Regions from separate parts of the Hordeum vulgare genome. Here region 1 is linked to region 2. Evidence: chromatin contacts called from public Hi-C data. All regions are on one chromosome and are shown on one strand. The core of a region is the stretch at or near the end of the contact, and the rest is flanking DNA. Distances in the headings are between cores, read along the strand shown. Region 1 holds the start of LOC123448623. Region 2 has its middle 120 kb from the start of LOC123448622.

Region 1 (3,205 bases), core at 484-2,983, 210 kb before region 2:
TTTATCATCACGGGCCTCCTGCCGCTGTCTGTAAACCTCAGCCAGTTGAAGTTTCTCTTCTTCGCTTTTCCTGATCATCTCATCAATAAAAGCCCTCTGCTCCACACAGTATTCTTCCCACCTCTCTTATCCTCTGCTTTCTTCTCTGCTTCAGCCTTCGCTCGATGCTCTTCCAAGTCCAAACTAGCCCATGCACGACGACCTCTTTCACGAATCTCAGTCACTGCCCTGTCCGGCATTTTCGTGTCGATCCAACGATAGTACATGCACAGAGGAGGAGGAGACTACAAAAAAAATATAAATATATATATCAAGCTAACAATAATATCTACAACGTGTTTATTCTTGATGACTGAAACATACCGGAGGACTGATGTATGCTGAAGGAGCAACGATTGGATCTTCCTCATAATTGGCGCACATGAAAAACTCCATGCCCAACTAATCTGAAAAATCCGTCATCTCGTTCACCTTGCAGAGATCACCACACCAACAACGCAGTACTTCCACCCCCCGAGGCAAGTTCGCACTCTTCATTTTCCTAGGCCTAATGCTTTGATCCAAACAAGGCAAACTCATGCTGAATACGAAAGAAGTGTGACACATTAAGGCGAAGTGTGGCTGGATGCTGGCGAAGAGTGTTTCAGTGCCTTCTTTTATAGGCTTAGGCGGATGTGTAGGCGGGAAAATATGGCGTGAAGAGGTTCCCTGCTGGCGAAATAATGGACGGGAAAAATGAGCATGTGATAGATTCCTGACAACCTCAAATGAGCGCCGGCCAGCGCCACTTTCGGCGCGAGGAAACAGTACCTGCCGCCTCGGGCGGTGGCGGCAGGGCCCCACAGCTGCGCCCGTTCCGTCGAGTGCGGGGGCTATAACGGAAACCCTATCGGCCGCTTCGAGTCGTGGCGGTAGGCCCCAGCCGCCTCGGGCGGTGGCGGCAGGTGACGCGCTTCGCCTGGCGCGCGAGCCGCCACGGTGGGTGAGGGTCTTTTCTGCTACTTTCGTTTAGAGATGGTCCTTTCCGACAAATAGACTCGGTTAAGGGTCCTTTTTGAACAAAAAATCGGTATTGTGTGGCAAAAGTAAAAAAACGAAAGAAAGAAAGAGAGGCAAGGTCAACGTCCGGAAACAGGCAGGGAGCCGAAACGAGAGCTCCTAAGAGCATGGTTAATAGTATAGCCAATCGCTGGCTATAAGCAGTCTTATAGTCCGTTTTATAGCTAGCTTGTACAATACTTAGCTATAAAAGAGTACTACTTTTGTCATATATGGCCCACCTTTCATCCTCACAAAGCACCTAGGAGCACGTGCTAGAGCTGGCTCTTTACGAAGAGCCCGCTTCTCTTCTCTCTCCTCTTCTCTCTCATCCAACTCAGCAAAAATATAGTATTTTAATCCTTACAGCCTGCTGACTGTAACTTATTGTACTTGCTCTAAAATCGAATCGAATCACTTAACTTTCCCGTTTTAACGTTATGAACCCCCTACGTAACCGCCAATAACTCCTCCGCACGCAATGTTGAGGGAACGGAACGGAACGGACCGGACCGTCCTCCAACGGTACCTATATTGGCAGATAAAACTGACCAGGAGGCCCCTGTTGGTCACCCCAAATCGCGCGCCGACCCTCGATAGCACAGTCTAACCTGTCGCGCCGCTGCCGTATCATTGGTGGTCGCCGCGGCGCCGTCTATTATCGTACTACTAGTATTATATTTGCCCCTTCAATTTCCTCTCTGCCTGCTTTTTTCTCTCCGCGACGCAACAACGCAAACGTTTTGGTTCCTTCCTTCCTTGCCTGCTTTCGTCTCGTCTCCTCTCGTCTCCTCTCCTCTCCACGCCCGCCGATCCCACCACAGGGGACCAGGGACGATGGTCGACACCAGGCGGAGCGCCGCGGCCAAGCGCCCCTCGGACGACGACGACGACGACAAGGGCTCGCCGCCGCCGCCGGCGGACCAGGCGCCGGGGGCCGAGGCCCAGTCGTCGGGCGCCCGCAGGCCCGGCAAGCGCGCCAAGGTCCGGATCTCCCCCTGCATGCGCCGCGCCCGCCTTGATCCTATCTTGCTCATCACACAACGCTCTTGTTCTTCGCAGGCTACGGCGGCCGAAGAGGATACAACCAAGACGGCGGCGCCGGCGACAGATGCGTCCGAGGCTGCTATCGCCACCGGTCCGCCGGTCGCACCGCCGGACACCACCGGCCTGCAGGCTCTCACCGGCGCCATGGACAGGCTGGAGGCCTTCCTGAGGTCAGGGGAGGCGGCGTCGAATTCGGACGGTACGAGTCTCCCCTTTTGGATTATGGTCTGGTGGCGCCCAAAGACTGCCCCTTTTCGGCTGGGGCCTTCAGACCGCTTATGGTCTGATGATTTTTCTCGCTTGCGCAGGGCAAAAGCGTGGCGCCACTGGCAAAGATTTATCCGCCATGTTGAAGAGGGCCAATGATTTGTCGGCCAAGGCCACATCCAATAAACGCCAGGGGGCACTGGGCAGCAGGCGCCAGGAGCCCTGGTGTAGACTAATCTCACAGTATGCCACGGTGCGTCTTCTTTCTATCTCTTTTTACTCATCAAATCGAATTGATTTGAGTTCCCTTTTTTCTGTGCACTTGCAACATAATTTCGTGCCAATATCATCAATAGCAAAACCCGTGCTGTTAAACCTCTTCTTCCATCTAAGAATAGTTTGTTTTGGCAAACAATCTTTTTTAGTGAAAGCATTTCATTTCAGTCTCAAGTGTGTATTTGTACACCGTTACATGAAACCCCTGATATTCCAACCAATATGTTTGCTGAATTGCTGGTTCCTCTTACATCACTTTAGGATGTATTCAGGGTCTCATAGAAATATCTCTCTTCAGTGTCCTGGTCCCGAGTCCTGAATTGAGATGTATATATTTATACATTCCCTCTTGTGTTTCCTCTCGAGTCTACTACTAGAGATATACAATGTTGGTTACGAGAAAATTGCAATCAGTTAACTTGTCAAACACCATGCTTACATCTTTGGAAACATTTCTTAAACACGCACCACTGTTTCAGTAGGCCAAGTACTGCGGGTGTATTGTTATCTTACTGTTTGGTGCATTATGTTTTTGCTGCTTCTTGAGCTTCCTGGTCCAGTCAACCACATAACTATTGCAATCTTTCAAAAAATTGGTTTGGAAGTAGCGATGTTATTGAATTAATGTAGATTTATA
Region 2 (3,453 bases), core at 266-2,765:
ATTTTTTTGGTGCTTTGGTTTTCACGGTCTTCCTTAGTTTTTTGACAAAAAACTAATTTCACAAAAAGGGCAAAAATCTTTTTTTTGCCTCTCGAAAACGGAAAAAAAGTCGTATTTTCTGTTTTTTTTTGCGAGAGGCACGGTTTTGCTTCCGCGAGACGCACTTTTTTCCTTCGCGAGAGGCACGTTCGTGGTTCTTGGAAAGGAAAAATACTCACTTTCTTTTTTTTCCATAAGAGACACGGTTTTGCTTGTGGAGAGACACCATTTTGCCTTCATGAGAGGCATCCTCTTGCATCCAGGACAAGGGAAAAACACAATTCTTTTTACGTGAAAGGCACAATTTTGTTTTTCCAAGAGGCACGGTTTTGTCTTCATCGGAGGCACGAGCATGCCTATGTGAAAGAAAAAAACACGTTTTTTGTTTTTTCCCTATCGCAAGAGGCATGGTTTTTTTGGTCTGATTTTTTTGAAAGAAAAAAGGTTCGTCAAAATATATAAACGTGGGATCTACTTTTCAATATCTCCGCGCAAAAACTCAACGATGAAAACGGTTCGAAATTTGGACGCACGGTTTAGGAGATAAAATATTTTGAAAATATAAATCTATGAAAAAAGGGAAAAGTTTCATGTTGCGACAAAGTGAAGCGCATGCAGTGCGCCACTTGTTACATGTGGAAAGGTGAGAGTGATCTTTGAAATGTAAATTCCTTAATTAATGATTTCAAAAAATTAATGCTGTTTTCGATGGGCCAGCCCATGATAGCTTTCCGTTTCTCCGGTTATAGGAAGCTCCCAAACAAACAAAAAACTGTTTTCTTTGTGTTTTTGTTCGGTTTTCAGCTTGTTTTATTTCTTATTTTTGTATTTAAATTTTTAGCACACTTTTATAACTCATGAAGTTTTGTTAAAGTAATGAACAATTTTCAAAACTTCTGAAAAAACAAATTTATGAAAACAAATTATTTCGTGGTTATTTTGAAAAACTTACGAACAATTTTAAATGTTTGAACAATTTCCAATATGTGAACTTTTCCCAAATTAATCAGTACTTTAAAATTTGTCAACTTTTTTTATGTTCGTGTTTTTAAAATTCACAAGCCTTGTTTCAACTTTGCTAAGTTATTCCAAATTCATGAATGCCTTTCGATGGCATTCATGTTTTTTCATATTCATGAACATTTTTGAAATTAACAATATTTTTTCAATTTCATGATCTTTTTTTTAATTCCATTCTTTTAAATTTCATGAAGAATTTTCAAATTCATTTTTTTAATCTCTGAACTTTTTTGATTTTCCATATTGTCTCAATTTTTTTAGTAAAACCGTACACTTATTTTCTCGGACAGCAAGCAACAGCAGAATATTTGTCGTAAAAAGAAAAAGATGAGCTCTCGTGAGCGAGTGAGTAAATGAGGCAAAGCAAGCGCTCGGGGGATCTTGGGCCATCCCACGTCATGGGGCTTGTGGGCGGTGATTCTCCTCTTGGCGCTTTAACCGCTACGGAGGACGACAAATGCTATTTGGCGCTTGATGCGCCAAATTTACGACCACTTTGCTTTCACTATGTTCTGAGCAGAACGATCCATAGTTCACATCTACCACCACTGGTTTAGGGAACCTTCTAGAAGCTTCCCCTGGTTTTTTAGGCTGATTTCATTTGGGTTTGTGGGTTTTGTTTATTTCCTTTTCTTATTTTTATTTTTTCTTTGATATATTTTTTCTCCATTGTTTTATTTTTCCTTTTTACGTTCTCATTTTTTTATTTTTTCCTTTACATGTTTTATTTCTAATCTCATGAACTTCTTTTTTTAATTTAATGAACTTTGTAAAATCATGAGCAATTTTTAAATTTGTAGAAGTTTTCCTTTTTTCGACATTTTTCAAACCAGCGAAGTATTTATAAATTCTTGAAATTTTTCAGGTTCGTGAACATTTATTCAAATCCATGTACAATTTTCTAAAATGGACAAACCTCTTTAAATGTTGTGACTTTTCAAATTCATTTTTTAAATGATGAACAATTTTTAGAACAAATCATTTTCCAAATTTTGCTAGTTTTTAAGGATGAGTGAGCAGTTTTCTTCAATTCTTGAACATTATTTAGTTTCATGATTTTTTTAATCTTATAAACTTTTTTCAAGATCAGAACTTACTTTGAATGACTCACTTTAGTAAAGGTTTCTAAAATTCTACAACAAAAATTCAAATAAAAGAGCGTTGTTTTAGAAGTCAAGTGTTAAATGTGAGTGTTAAATGGACCAGTGAGAAGCTGGGGCAAGTGGTATTTAGCGCTTATCGTGCCAAATGTGGCCAAATGGGCAATATCAAGTTGTAAACCTTCTAGAGTTGGCTTATCAATTAGGGTTTGTAGGGTCAGCTCTGCTTCCCGATCCATCACGGCTATTTCTCCTGAGCGAGATCGGTGGCACCACCATGAGATCCACCGCCGACACGGGCTTCACCGCGACCTACATCACACTCATTAGTTTTTCTATGCATCAGCATCCTTCGCAGCAAACATGTCAACTACATCCCTAGGTGGTAGATTGGACATGAATAACAGTCATGGACAGATTCCAAAGGATGGTTCATAGATACCTGCTGTTCTGTAGCCGTCCGACGCGATGATGAGGACACAGCTTGCTAGAGTGCTTCTTCCTGTGATTTCGTGTGGCGAGCAGTCGAGCAACATTGTACAAAACCGACTCTTAGAGGATCAACACACCAGAATCATTGGTGCAGTATTGCATTCAACCGCGAGTAGGCAAGGCGTCGCAGTTCGATGAGGCATCAAGATACCACGTCGAATCGTTGGTGATGAAGCTGATCGGAGAAAAAAGGACGACGCTCCCCGGGATCATCCCATCACTAGAAAATGAAGAAGAAATCACCTGCAACATGGATCACAAGATGCGCATCCCCATAGTGCGTGTGAGCTCTTGTGGTGTGAAATATGATAGTAAGAGAGGGGCGGCAACGAGGCTTGATATAGCGAATCGCAAGAGGGCGACAAAAGGCATATACAAGTGTAGTCCCCTATGTGTGTGGATGTAAAATTCCTATTCGTGTTCTCAAGAAAGATTGTTCTTGTGTATAGTTTTACTGGTACATATAGTTTTGAAATGGTAACCAGATGTCATGAGTGCTTATATAGAGTTCGCTACCCCTAGAAATTTTGTACATTACTGGTTAACGAAACATGGAGTTATTACATGTCCACTACTAGAGATAACAAATAGTCTAAAAGCGGAAAAACATGATATGCCAGATTTCGTCACTTGGAGTTATACATAAAATTGTATGTTTTTGGTTCGATCTTACATGTTTTGTGGAATGGAACCATCTACGCGGAAGGAAACTTAGACATACCAATGAGATGGAACAAACCATAGTTAACTCGATTTGGTGTAAGATATGGAGATTATCTTGTACGAGAATGCTTAAAAAAAT

Evidence for each region. Hi-C and Micro-C count contacts between places; a contact is called where the count stands out from the background.
Region 1: a Hi-C map of leaf shows a contact between it and region 2, with 2.9 times the contacts expected there. The contact joins the promoter of LOC123448623 here to the enhancer-like site in region 2. A contact is called at or near these places in 4 of 6 Hi-C or Micro-C datasets (leaf and seedling).

What each region holds. Positions count from the first base shown.
Region 1 is chr4H:359,187,673-359,190,877 of MorexV3_pseudomolecules_assembly, reverse strand. LOC123448623 reads left to right here and starts at 1,733. Exons shown (of 28, transcript XM_045125576.1): 1 at 1,733-2,022; 2 at 2,101-2,284; 3 at 2,394-2,545. The coding sequence starts at 1,876.
Region 2 is chr4H:358,973,828-358,977,280 of MorexV3_pseudomolecules_assembly, reverse strand. No RefSeq gene overlaps it. Among protein-coding and RNA genes, the nearest start is that of LOC123448622, 120 kb to the right of the region's middle. Within about 2 kb of position 1,515, at least 2 of the 3 cell types and tissues checked have open chromatin away from gene starts, as enhancers often do. A contact at or near this core is called in leaf, where this site is marked.